2 separate regions of the Mus musculus genome follow, and region 1 is linked to region 2. The links are chromatin contacts, called in public HiChIP or PLAC-seq maps. All regions are on one chromosome and are shown on one strand. Each heading gives the region's core, a stretch centred on a gene start, on an enhancer-like site or on the middle of the called end of the contact. The rest is flanking DNA. Distances are from core to core; before and after follow the strand shown. Region 1 overlaps Mrvi1 (MRV integration site 1). Region 2 overlaps Rnf141 (ring finger protein 141).

Region 1 (5,956 bases), core at 1,483-3,982, 130 kb after region 2:
AAGAGCTCAAGACTTTAGCCCAGGACAGAGAAGCTGCAATGGAAAAGCAATCTCTTCTTAGATATCTAAAAGGTAGTCATGTGGCCCTGAGGTCTCCAGAGAGCAGGTGTATGGCCAGGACTCAAGGGCCAAGTGAGAAGGCAAAGGGACCTTCTAGTAGCCAGAGCCAGTTAAAGATGAAACAGAACAAACTTCAAGGTCAAGAGTTTGCTGTTGCTGGGAGACTTTCGATATTGGCTGGCTTCAGGGGTCACAGGAATGCCAAGCACCGCCATGGCTTTTTCCTACTCTGAAGCCCCAGACTGTATCTAGACACAACCAGCCACAAGGAGCTCCTAGCCCAGGGTCCATTTAGAGACCCTAGGATTATAAAGGTCTACCAGAAATATCCCATTCTCTAACCCCCCCCCCCTTCCCTCTCTTGAAGACAGACCTCTGCCATTCCCAGACCAGCCAGAAACAAAATGTCATGAATGAGGTCAGACACACCTGGAGATGCGGGTGAGGCAGGATGGAGGCTGGCTGCAGCCCCACAGGTGAACAAGATGGAGCTGCTGAGGCTCTGTGGGAATCCCTGCAGCCCTGCTGCAGGCCATCCCCACGCTGCTCAGGTTCCGTGTGCTTTCCCATCCATTATTATAAACTCACTGCTCAAAATAGCAAGGTTAAAAACCCAGTCAGGCCCCCAGGGTGACATCTGGGGGGTCTGCGGGGGCTAACGGGCATGTGGACCTCATATCCATCATAGCACAGTTTGGAATACAGCCTCCAGGAAGCCATGATCTGGAGTGCCAGCCCATAAAAGGAGAGAACACTGAGTCATGCTTGTCTCCCTGCCTCCCTTTCAATCCACTTCCAAATATTTCCTGATGCTTCTCCAGCCAGGTCAGGTTATGTGAGTCATGCCAAGAACCAATCGGCTCTTTGGAGTCTATTCATCTGGCCTCTTACCAATAGTTAAACAGAACCTGCTCCATTTTACAGGGAAGAAAACTGAGGCATAGAAGGGAGAAACAAACAAGACAGGGTTCAGTTACCTTTGTACCTAAGACAAACTACCCAAGAGCCTCTGTTGGGATAACCATCCAATCATTCGTGTAAGTGAAGAGGCTAAGGGTCCCTAAACTATCCTTAGATATTTCATTTGCTTCATGAAAAAAAGCAAAACAATATACCTTTAGCATCCATACACCAGTTTCCTTACTGAGTATCCAACACTACTGTGTATGGTCACGTGCCATACTTAACCCCTACAAGACAGGGTGTGTGTTTATTTAGTTTTGTTTTTGTGCAATGCTGAAATTGAACCCAAGGCCCTGAACATGCCAAGCAAACGCCAGCCTCACACTCATGCCCCAGGAGCAGGGGCTCATGAACCTTTCCTGGAGCTGTCCTTCTCCCGACTGAGCTATGCCCCAGCCCTTCTCTGTAAGCTTTATTACTTTCATCTAATACAATAAAGCACTGAAGCAGGGAGACAATCAACAAGGCCGTGTAGCTGCTAAGTCTGAGTCCAAAGGCGCCATCTTCTCTCTTACCTAGGAGACAGCCAAAAAGCCTTGTGCAAGGCTCCCCTCCAGGAGGGAGAAGTGGGGTATAAGCTCCCGGAGGCGGGGAGGGGAAGTAACACTAAGCCTTTGGTTGCCAGGCCAAGTGTCTTCTGAGGGTAAAGTAAGGGGTCCAGCTTTGGGAGATGGCTCCATAGGTAAAGTGCTTGCCACACAAGCATGAGGACCTGAGTTCAAATCTCCAGAGTCCACAGAGCACTGGGTGTGACAGCAGGCATCCGTGATCCCATTGCTTCTAAGGAAAGATAGGGGGAGAAGACAGGAAAACTCAAGAGGCTGGTAGGCCACCTTGCCTGGTGTATGGAGCACAAACAAGAGATCCTGCCACAAACAAGGAAGAAGACTAAACCGTCATTTGAGGTTGGCCTCTGGCCTGCAAATGTGAGCTTGCCCACATGTGTACTTGCTCAGAGAAGGTCCACAGCTTGAGGCTTCGTGTCCCTGGTATGTGGTGTAACGATGTGTTCGTTCACTGTGCGAGGAAGAGGCAGCGGCGGCGCACTCAGCCTCACTCACTTCTTACTCTTCTAGTCACACAACTGTCCAGAGACTTGTCATTGAGCCACTCATGCCAGGAAGCCTCACGCCAAGATCAAAAGCCTGGGCTCTGTCCCATAAAGAGCTGCCTTAGAACCCTGCGGGCTGTCAGGGGACAGGCAGTGGGGGAAGGCAGGAGGGCTCTGGCAATGAAGGCCACACTTTATTCTGTTCCCAGCAGCCATCGGGACTTCAGTAGATACAGGAAATTTGGCCCACCTGGTAAGTCCCATACCTCATTAAGCACCAGGCTATCTTCAATAGTCAGGGGGAGACATGAACAGGTTTTACAGAGATACCCTCAGGGCTCTCAGCCTCCCTGGCAGGTGGCAATGGACGTTCTGACACTGGTAACACAATTAGTCCCATTTGACAGATGCCAGAGGACTGAAGGCATCATCCATGAATGGCAGTGGCAGGCATGCCAGTGTATTGCCTGACTCTGCAGCTCCCTGAGGGACCAAGCCTGCTGGCCTCTCTCAGAGCCTTGTGACTTGCCCAGAAAAGATCAAACCCCTCACTTGAAGCCACAGTGTCCCAGGAGCATGGCGTGCATGTGCATGTGTGCTCTGAGTAGCTCTGTTCCTCTAGAAGAGTTGAGAGGTCCTTGTGGGGAGCAAGGGGTTAAGCAAGCCTCATGAACCCCTCTGGGGTGACTCAGGCTTCTCAGAAGGGAGGGCTCTGTTCTTCCAGCTTGGGATTTTTGCTTTCATTTAGCACTCAAAGAATGTGAGTGTGATTAGGTTGCTATTAATATCCAGCCTAGCTTCTCTCTGGACAAAAGGCTGAGGCAGGAGACTGCTTGAAGTAACTGTGCACACACATCTCTCTCAGCCCCTCTACAAATTCAGAGAGGCAGGAGACTGCTTTCCATTGCCACTTTTGCAGATGGGGAGCCAAAGCTGAGGTGGGAGGGCGGATATGACCAAGGCCACACCTACGGAAGGTCAGTGAGCCCCTGCTGAGGCTGGCTGAAGGCAGAAGACAAGCCCGCGTGAGAGCAGAGCCTCTCATCCTCCTTCTACTCATGGTCTCACTCACAGCAGAGAGGATCCTCTTTCTTGTCCTCACCCTGGGTGGCCTCAGAATGTCCTCAGTCGACTAAGATGATCCTGAGGTACTGGGCAGAATCTCTATGGCCTGGCCAACTGCAGAGCTGTGTCCTGTACCCTGAGTGGGCTGGGCATATCTCCTGCATGCTGTAAAAGAATCCAAGAGCTCCACAGATACAGTTGCAAGAGCTCAGCAGATACAGTTGCAACTCTCCTAGTTCTACCTAGCTGGGTCAGTACACCTAGGCCTCTGTTTTCTCATTTGCAAAAAGAAGGTGGCCGTGTGGAGCTTTTAGGATTGGTGTAAGAGTTAGAGTCGTAAATGCCTGCGACATGCAGACTTAACATGCTTTCTGGAACTTTCCATGCCTGCTCTGAATAGCCATCTGAGTTCTCCCAGCTGCAGTTACCAAAACCTGACCAAAGAGAAGACTTTCCAAGAGAAGGCTTTCCACAGTGACTGGCCACACGCACACTTGGGTTGTCTGGACAAATGGAGACATGAATGAACACTTATACCATCTGTCTGACAATGGGCTCCCAGACTCTCCCCTGAAAATATATTTGAGTTAATGAGAAGAATGGGAGTAAGGATGGCATCTCCAGCACACATGATTCCTAAGATATTCCCTTGTCTGGGACATCATTCTGGGGTCCTGTTTTCTCTGGCCACACCATCCACTCCTGGGGTGTCTGTAGTGAGCCAGTCCTGCTCAGAATAGGCCAGACCACACCAGGAAAGTCTGGAACCAGCATGTTTGTTGGCTGTGTAGGGAGTGAGAGAATTCCTCAAGACAGGAGTGCCACTGAGTTATCTCCCTCAGGTTACTCTTCCTCTTGTGTGTGTCTGTGGGGTGTATGTGCGTGTGGGGAAGGGGTGTGTAGACATATGAGAGAGTAGGAAAAGGAGGAGTCTTGGCTCTGTCTTGTCAGCCTCGGACAGAATGGAAAAGGATCTAAAAACAAAAGATGTATCACTCGAGGTCCACCAGGGCAACTTAGTGAAACCCTGTCTTGAAATTAAAAATACAGAAGTGGATAAGTTTGGAGGCAGAGCATTTGGCTAGCTTGAGACCTGAGTGTTGATCTTCAGTCCCATAAAGAGAAAACTTAAGAGCTAAATAAGAAACTTGAAGCATTTGCTTCGGTAGCTAGACACAGCAGGGCAGACTGGTGATTGTATAAAGGCCGTATAAAAACCACAAATAACTAACAAGTAGATTTATCAATGTGTGATACAAACTGGAAACAGTCAAGAAAAGCAGAACCATTCACAGTGTGGCTTGGGCAAATTTCCTAGGTTCTCGGATGCTTATTCCCTGTCATTCTCACAGTGACCTCACATGGCAACTGCTTTCCTTGTGGGTTTTGTGATTAAATGTGATTATACAAGTATGGGGGAGGGGAGAAAAAGAAAAAGGGGGAGACAAACTCAAGAAGAAGCAACCCACCTTCCCCAGGATGATGGGGTGAGGGGAAGACAGTGACAGTGCTGAGGCTGGGGTGTCCCAGAGGGACCAGCTCCCCAATTCTCTTGGAAGGTGAGCAGTCCATAGTCTGAAGTCTCGAGCCTGTTTCTCAGACAGAACTCTAAGGAAGAGATTCCCAAAGAGGTATGTCAAAATAGAGCATGCTCAGGGACATCCTCTGGAGGCTGTGACATCCCATGATTGGGTCAGCCCAGTCATTTCAGTGCCCAGACCTGTGGCAGCCTTGAGAATAACTCAGTGTGTCCCTGTGATTGCCCATCCATTTGTTTGCTACAGCCAGCAATCGCCTACAAACCAAGGCACACTATCTGTACAAGGCACACCATCTGTACAAGGGCACACCATCTGTACAAGGCACACCATCTGTACAAGTCACACCATCTGTACAAGGGCACACCATCTGTACAAGTCACACCATCTGTACAAGGGCACACCATCTGTACAAGACACACCATCTGTACAAGGGCACACCATCTGTACAAGGGCACACCATCTGTACAAGGGCACAGATGCATACCCATCAGGAGTAATGCCATGTTCTCTCCTGCCCTGACACTTAGAAAGTCCTTGCTGCAAAGGCTCCTGGAGCACAGGGAGGCTTGGGACAGCCCTGGTTATCCATGTTCTACATCCTTCAGCCTCTGAAGAATGCTCAGGCCAGGGCCAGACCTCCCTGCCCCTCCCCACTTCCCCTCCCCATCATGACAGGAAATAAGCCAAAGCATCTCCCCAGGTTTCCTCTCCAGCTTGTTCACTTCAGCAGTTCTTTTTTTAAAAAAACAAGTCTGCTTGAAAACTTTTTTTTTCTTCTTGGAAATATGTGTGATTGCTCAATCTGAGGCAGTTCAAAGGCACCGGCAATGGCAGCAAAGTAGCTGAACCTCCTATTTGGCTCCAAGCAGATATAAATCTTACCCAGTTCCCTTTGTGCCTGGCTGTCCAGAGACACATCCCCTGTCACTCATGCCAGGGTGTCATGAGTCATCACTGGAGTCAAGGACTACTCAGTCTGCCAAGCTCTGAGAGACCCCATAAAGAATAGGGCCCCCAAGGGATGCTCAGAATAAATGGAGGGTCAGGACCGCTCTCAGGCTCCGGGATTGGCTCTGCCTTGCCCAGGTGGATGAATCTGAGAATTATTAAGTCTGGCTGAACTTGAACCCTAGTCCTTGTGTTTTAGAGAAGCTTCTGTGGTGGGGTTTAGGAACTGGCCCCCTGGCTCACAAGGGCCAACTCTTAGGTTTTCTAGCCTAACCTAACAGGCAAGTTCCAAGTTCCGAAGAGAGACCCTGTCTCAAAACAACAGTTA
Region 2 (5,118 bases), core at 2,483-4,982:
ACATGGTTAAATCTCCAGCTGATCGCACTGATTGAAAGATGCTAGACAACAGAGAGAACACTCTGTGTGGTGCTGCTTTAAAGTCTAGCAAATCCAAAGTATTGTTGGCAAATGAAAGCAATTAATTGCTGCCTAAGAACCAGGCTTCAGGTGATTCTGGGACTGATGGGTTTGCTCTTCATGTTGTGACAGCTTTCATGAGTGTGCACATAAATTAAAGCATTTATATTTAGATACATGTAGCTTACTGAATGTCACTATAAAGTCTCCTAGATAGTCTATTATCTTGTAAGACTTTAAATAGCTGACCTAATATCCCTCCAGATTCCACAGTTGAGAATTTGGTTCCTTCACACACATATAGAGAATTATGGGGGCAAGGGGCATAAAAAACAAAAAACAAAAAAAAACCCCAAACAAACCCGATTCTAGATCCAAATCAGGCATCAAGACTCTTAAAGTCCATGTGTCAAAGCCCTGCTGCATCCCCACACTTCACTGAGCTAGGGGGCAGCACAGCAGAGGACTACTCAGAGGACTAGAGAGCAAAGCTCTCATGGTTGTGTTTCCAGTTGTTTAGTTACAGTCCCAGCTGACCTGTGCTATCTCCAAGGGCAGCGGATAACTTACCATTTATCAATGCACTTCTGACAGAAGCTGTGAGCACAGGGCAGGATGAGGTCAGCTCGCCCGTCCATGCAGATACAACACTCCTCCTCATCAGTCAGCTGCTTCACCCTGAGTGTGACGACAACGGAGCTGGACAATGGCAGTCTCTGTGCACTTGCTTCCTACTTTGTCTCACTGCCTTACAAAGCACCAGCAAACACCCACAGTATAAATCACACAATGACTAATGTGCAGAGCAAAGCCAGACCAAAATGACCATCTTTTGGGCATAGCAAATCTATTAGGGAAGAAACACTGATGTTAAGTTTCTAAAGACTATAAAAGATAAACCCTGTACAGGTTAAAGAAAACTAAATCTGAACAAAAACTGCAAACTCAAGTCTTTCCGAAATAACTCAGTCCATTTTAGGCATACTGAATTTACAGGAAATCAACCAGTATATAATGTACTTGCCATAAGGGACACATGGATGCCTCTTCCTCAGGGCCTTACAGTGGCCCTGCAGTATTGGAGAGAAATGGCAGGAGTGGCCTAAGTATCAGACTCCAGAGAAAACACAGAAGGGCTGGAGCACAGCTCCAACTTAGGGAGCTTGGAGAGAGAGCCTTCGCTGACTCGCTGACACTGGCTTGGAGCCAGCGCCACAGGAGCCCTGCTCATTTGCTCATGGAGTTTAGTCAATTCCAACTCCAGCAGCTCAGCTTAAAATATCCATTTCCTTCTGCTCTCAAAACCAACTTCTCCCTCAATTAAATGATTTAAAAATTGCATACAGCTGTTCCATGGTTAGTCACTCCATAGGTTAGCTTTTTTAATGTAATGTTTCCAAAAGTGATTTTCAATGTTTTATTCTTTGAGCTTTCCCGTTGTTTAAAACTGAATGTTTCAAAGTATAGTCCCACTCTCCTTAAGGGTAGGAGCTGTGTCTCATATAATTTCCATTCCCTGCTATAATTACAGCACAGCATGAAAGTCGGCAATAGCACTTGGAACTTGTTGACCTGAAATAAATAAGTGTCAAATGTACAGCACGAACAGTATGTGCCAAGTCAAGTAAGTACTTTAGGAAACGTGAGAGGAAAAAAAAATCACAGGACTTTGACAGATCATAAAGTAAGTCATGGAGGCATAAAAGAAAACATGAAACCTGTGTGTGTGTGTGTGTGTGTGTGTGTGTGTGTGTATGCATGTGTGCATTTGTGTGCATGTGCGTGTGTAAGGCTGCATGATGCTCATGAGTTAAACCGAGAGGAAAAGACTGATTATATAGCAAAGACAATCTGATTTTTTAATGTCAAAATACTAACTCTGAACTTGCTCTAACAGACAAACTCGAGGCAGCATGAGCTCCTGCTGATACAGGACTTCAGAAGTTAACTGAGTGGAGAGCAAGGGCAGTTGACAGTGAGGGAAACCAGGTAGAACCTCGTCTCACAGTGCTCCTGAGGCAGCTGGGGCTGGATTAAGGAGCATTACTACGGACATACCATTAAGGTCAGGTAACAGATTCATGTTTGCTTCTGTTGTGGAGAAAAGCATGCCCATTGAATTGAAATAGTGAAATGGGTGAAAACCTACATGCATATGGCTCTGATATGTGTGCTCACACATACATTTGTGTATCCACACATATACACAATACATCAGTCACATATAAATAAACATATCAACACCTATATACATATCTAACATTTTAATGCCTTTTCAGATCCACTGACTTAGCATTTCTGCTTTGGGGCTTCAAATTTTCACCTGAGGGTGTCAGGGACAGAAAATACAACAGACTCCCCAAAGAGTGACAGAGTGTTCTGACAGGAAAGTTTCAGAGTTGGGAGCAGATGACTATATAAAAACAGCACTGTAGCCCGAGAAGAATGAGACAGAGACTGCTGGAGGAAGGTACTCCATGCCCACACTGTCTGCTACCTTTCCAGCACCACGGGGACAGGACAGCCACTCGATGCTCCTAAGGTACGGAGAACCACGTGAACAAAGGCTGGAGACACTTACTGTGGAGAGCAAGGCTCAATGGAAATTTGAGGAGTTTTCAAACATTTGAAGGGCAGAAGAGATCACACTTGTTGGGTAGAATTCCAGAGGGCATGGCCTCTGCACTCAAGGGCACTCTAATGATTTACTAATAATGGTGACAGGTAACTCGCCCACACATACCGCTGTGTGTCCCATCTATTAACTCAATTAACTGCCGACAGCCCTCTGGGGCACATGACATCGCTCTCATCCTCTTTAAAAGGTGAGGAACTGATGAAAGAGAAGAGTGAAGGCTGGAGCACAGGCCAGTTGGTTCTAGGGCCTTTGCTGTGCTGCCTCCAGAGGGTCAGACTACTCTGAGGTAAAAGGGAAAAGGAAAACTTTCACACTAGTAAAGCTATCTGGGTGAGAAAAAGATTGCTTCATTGAGGGAGTGAATCTCCCAGAGCTGTGGGGGACAGTAGTAACGCATTGTAAGTACAAGCTGGCTTCCTTCCATTTGGTGAACTATGGCTCAGACGTGATAGTGCAGACAGACAGAGCAGCCCCTGGGATCAGTGGCATCAGAGCACCACAGAGTTGGCCAATCTCCAGCTCCTCCTCCAAACCACTAAGCTGCAATGGGCTAAATGTGTCAGTGGGCTCAGCCATGTCAGGGTCTAGTCATGCACTTATTCTCCTAAACCTGCTTCCTCGTCTGATCAACTGTATTCCCGTGGAGTCACTGCAGGGTTTAATGAACTGCAAGTCCTCCACAAACTCTAGCCATTAATAGAACCACACATCTAACATAAAGCAAAACTCAGAAGGCCCCCAGACTCTCCTACTTGCAAAGGCCTTTTTCTATGACCTGGGTCCCAGGGTACCACTGGAGGCTCACAACACATGAAACCAAGTGCTGGCTCACCCAACCAGCTGGCGCTGCTTCCAGTCTTTGAGTCACACTTTCACCCCTTTCCTGAAGATGACCGCAACAGGAACTTTTTACTTGCTGTGGTGTGGCTACAGAGGCAAGTAAAAAACCACTCTCAGCTTTCAAAACACTTAGAAAAAGATTACCACTCTGAACTGAGACAAGGAAAGAGCAGAAAAATCAGACCTCTGACAGGCCTAAGCACTGCTACAGCACAGTGACACTCACACAACAGGCTGGTAACAGAGCCCACTGTACACCTAACAGTGAGGTTCAAATGGAAAATACAAGTCAACTACACAGCACGGGATGAGGAAACCAGCTGATTACAAGTGAAGGGAAAATGCAGCTGTAACTGAAGCAATGCAATAGACTGAAACTCCTGTCAGACACACTCCTACCTCTGAGGAGGACACAGTTGATGCAGATTCTGCATCACACCAACCAGTGCCAGTCACAGTGAGACAGAATGTTAGCATGCCTGGAGCCATAGAGGCCTTTTTCCAATGAGGTAGTTACAAACTGAATTACGTCACATCATCAGGCAGCAACAGTTGGGAGCTTTCACACACCGAAAGCATGGGAGGAGAGCTCAGAAGGAACAGCATACATGAGGCCCTAGGGAACAGGCACTGTCATGGCAAACTGCAGCTGACGTCACTTCCTCCTGCTGTGCAGCGTCCATACGTGCACCACTGCTTTTCTTCCCTGAGTAGACACCAAGGCCTAAAGACAATGTTTAAAAATTTAACTTCCAATTAAATAACTTCTGAATGGTTCCAGTTCTGGACCTAATTTTATAAAGGACTTTGACTGTTTAAAAATCTGTTAAAGGGAAGGCATCAGTATTTCCTATCCAAACGTAAGAGACAGAGCGTGGGTTCCTGGGCAGGGAGCTGACAGCGAATCTGGGACTGAAATGAACGGAAGGCAGACTAACCTAAAACTGACCTGCCTACCACAGGCTGAGACATGAGAACTGACGGGGTCATAGAGCGCTAGGGAAGGTGTACTATGATCTTAGCGCTTTGCCTGCTCATTGTCCTGTGGCGCGCACCTGCCCATCCATAGACTAGCCTGGCAAGATGTGACCGAGGATGGGTTCTCATCAGGCTCTTCAGAGGTGGAGCTCTGAGCCAGCACTCCAGCAGCTTGGCTTGTGATGTCTTTATAGAGCTGAATAAACTGGTACAAATTCATGATCCGCGATGCTTCCACAATGCCACTGCTTTTGTTAATCTAGAAACAAAGGGAGAGGGGAACATAGACACATAGCAGTCAGTCAATATCCTGGGAAACAGACTTTGCAGTGCACAATATACCTAGAAAAATAGGAGTCTAAATAAAAGAACATATACATTTTCTTCAGTTGTGCGGTTCATCAGAGAACTTACTAAATTTTCCCATCTGATATCTAAAATAACCCTGCAAGGCTGATCAAGTACTGGCCTATCTCAGGTTGAAACATCAGGTGACTTTCCTGGAGTTGAGAAATTAATTTTAGAGATTACTGAAACTTTTCACTGTGATGTTTTAATTCATTCTTTTTGAGACATCTGCTTGGTCTGTCGCCCAGGCCGGC

What was found. HiChIP or PLAC-seq counts read pairs in DNA pulled down with a chosen protein or histone mark.
Region 1: a contact with region 2 is called in an H3K4me3 HiChIP or PLAC-seq map of the 230-238 cell line, with 18 read pairs. The contact joins two enhancer-like sites. A contact is called at or near these places in 2 of 39 promoter capture datasets (both in embryonic stem cells), 6 of 15 datasets of contacts at CTCF or cohesin (the G1E-ER4 cell line, the NIH/3T3 cell line, embryonic stem cells and 1 more), 71 of 484 Hi-C or Micro-C datasets (3T3-L1-derived adipocytes, the AtT-20 cell line, B cells and 37 more), 26 of 115 datasets of contacts at active chromatin or transcription factors (the 230-238 cell line, CD4 single positive thymocytes, CD8 T cells and 15 more) and 5 of 9 other capture datasets (adipose tissue, bone marrow-derived macrophages, liver and 2 more).

Annotation. Positions count from the first base shown.
Region 1 is chr7:110,947,954-110,953,909 of GRCm38.p6, forward strand. All of the region lies in intron 1 of Mrvi1 (MRV integration site 1), which reads right to left. Among named protein-coding and RNA genes, the nearest start is that of Mrvi1, 32 kb to the right of the region's middle. Within about 2 kb of position 2,733, at least 36 of the 459 cell types and tissues checked have an H3K27ac peak or open chromatin away from gene starts, as enhancers often do. A contact at or near this core is called in the 230-238 cell line, the G1E-ER4 cell line, the NIH/3T3 cell line and 2 more, where this site is marked.
Region 2 is chr7:110,820,624-110,825,741 of GRCm38.p6, forward strand. It overlaps Rnf141 (ring finger protein 141), which reads right to left. Exons shown (of 6, transcript NM_025999.3): 4 at 4,594-4,775; 5 at 631-738. Among named protein-coding and RNA genes, the nearest start is that of Rnf141, 21 kb to the right of the region's middle. Within about 2 kb of position 3,733, at least 125 of the 459 cell types and tissues checked have an H3K27ac peak or open chromatin away from gene starts, as enhancers often do. A contact at or near this core is called in the 230-238 cell line, the G1E-ER4 cell line, the NIH/3T3 cell line and 2 more, where this site is marked.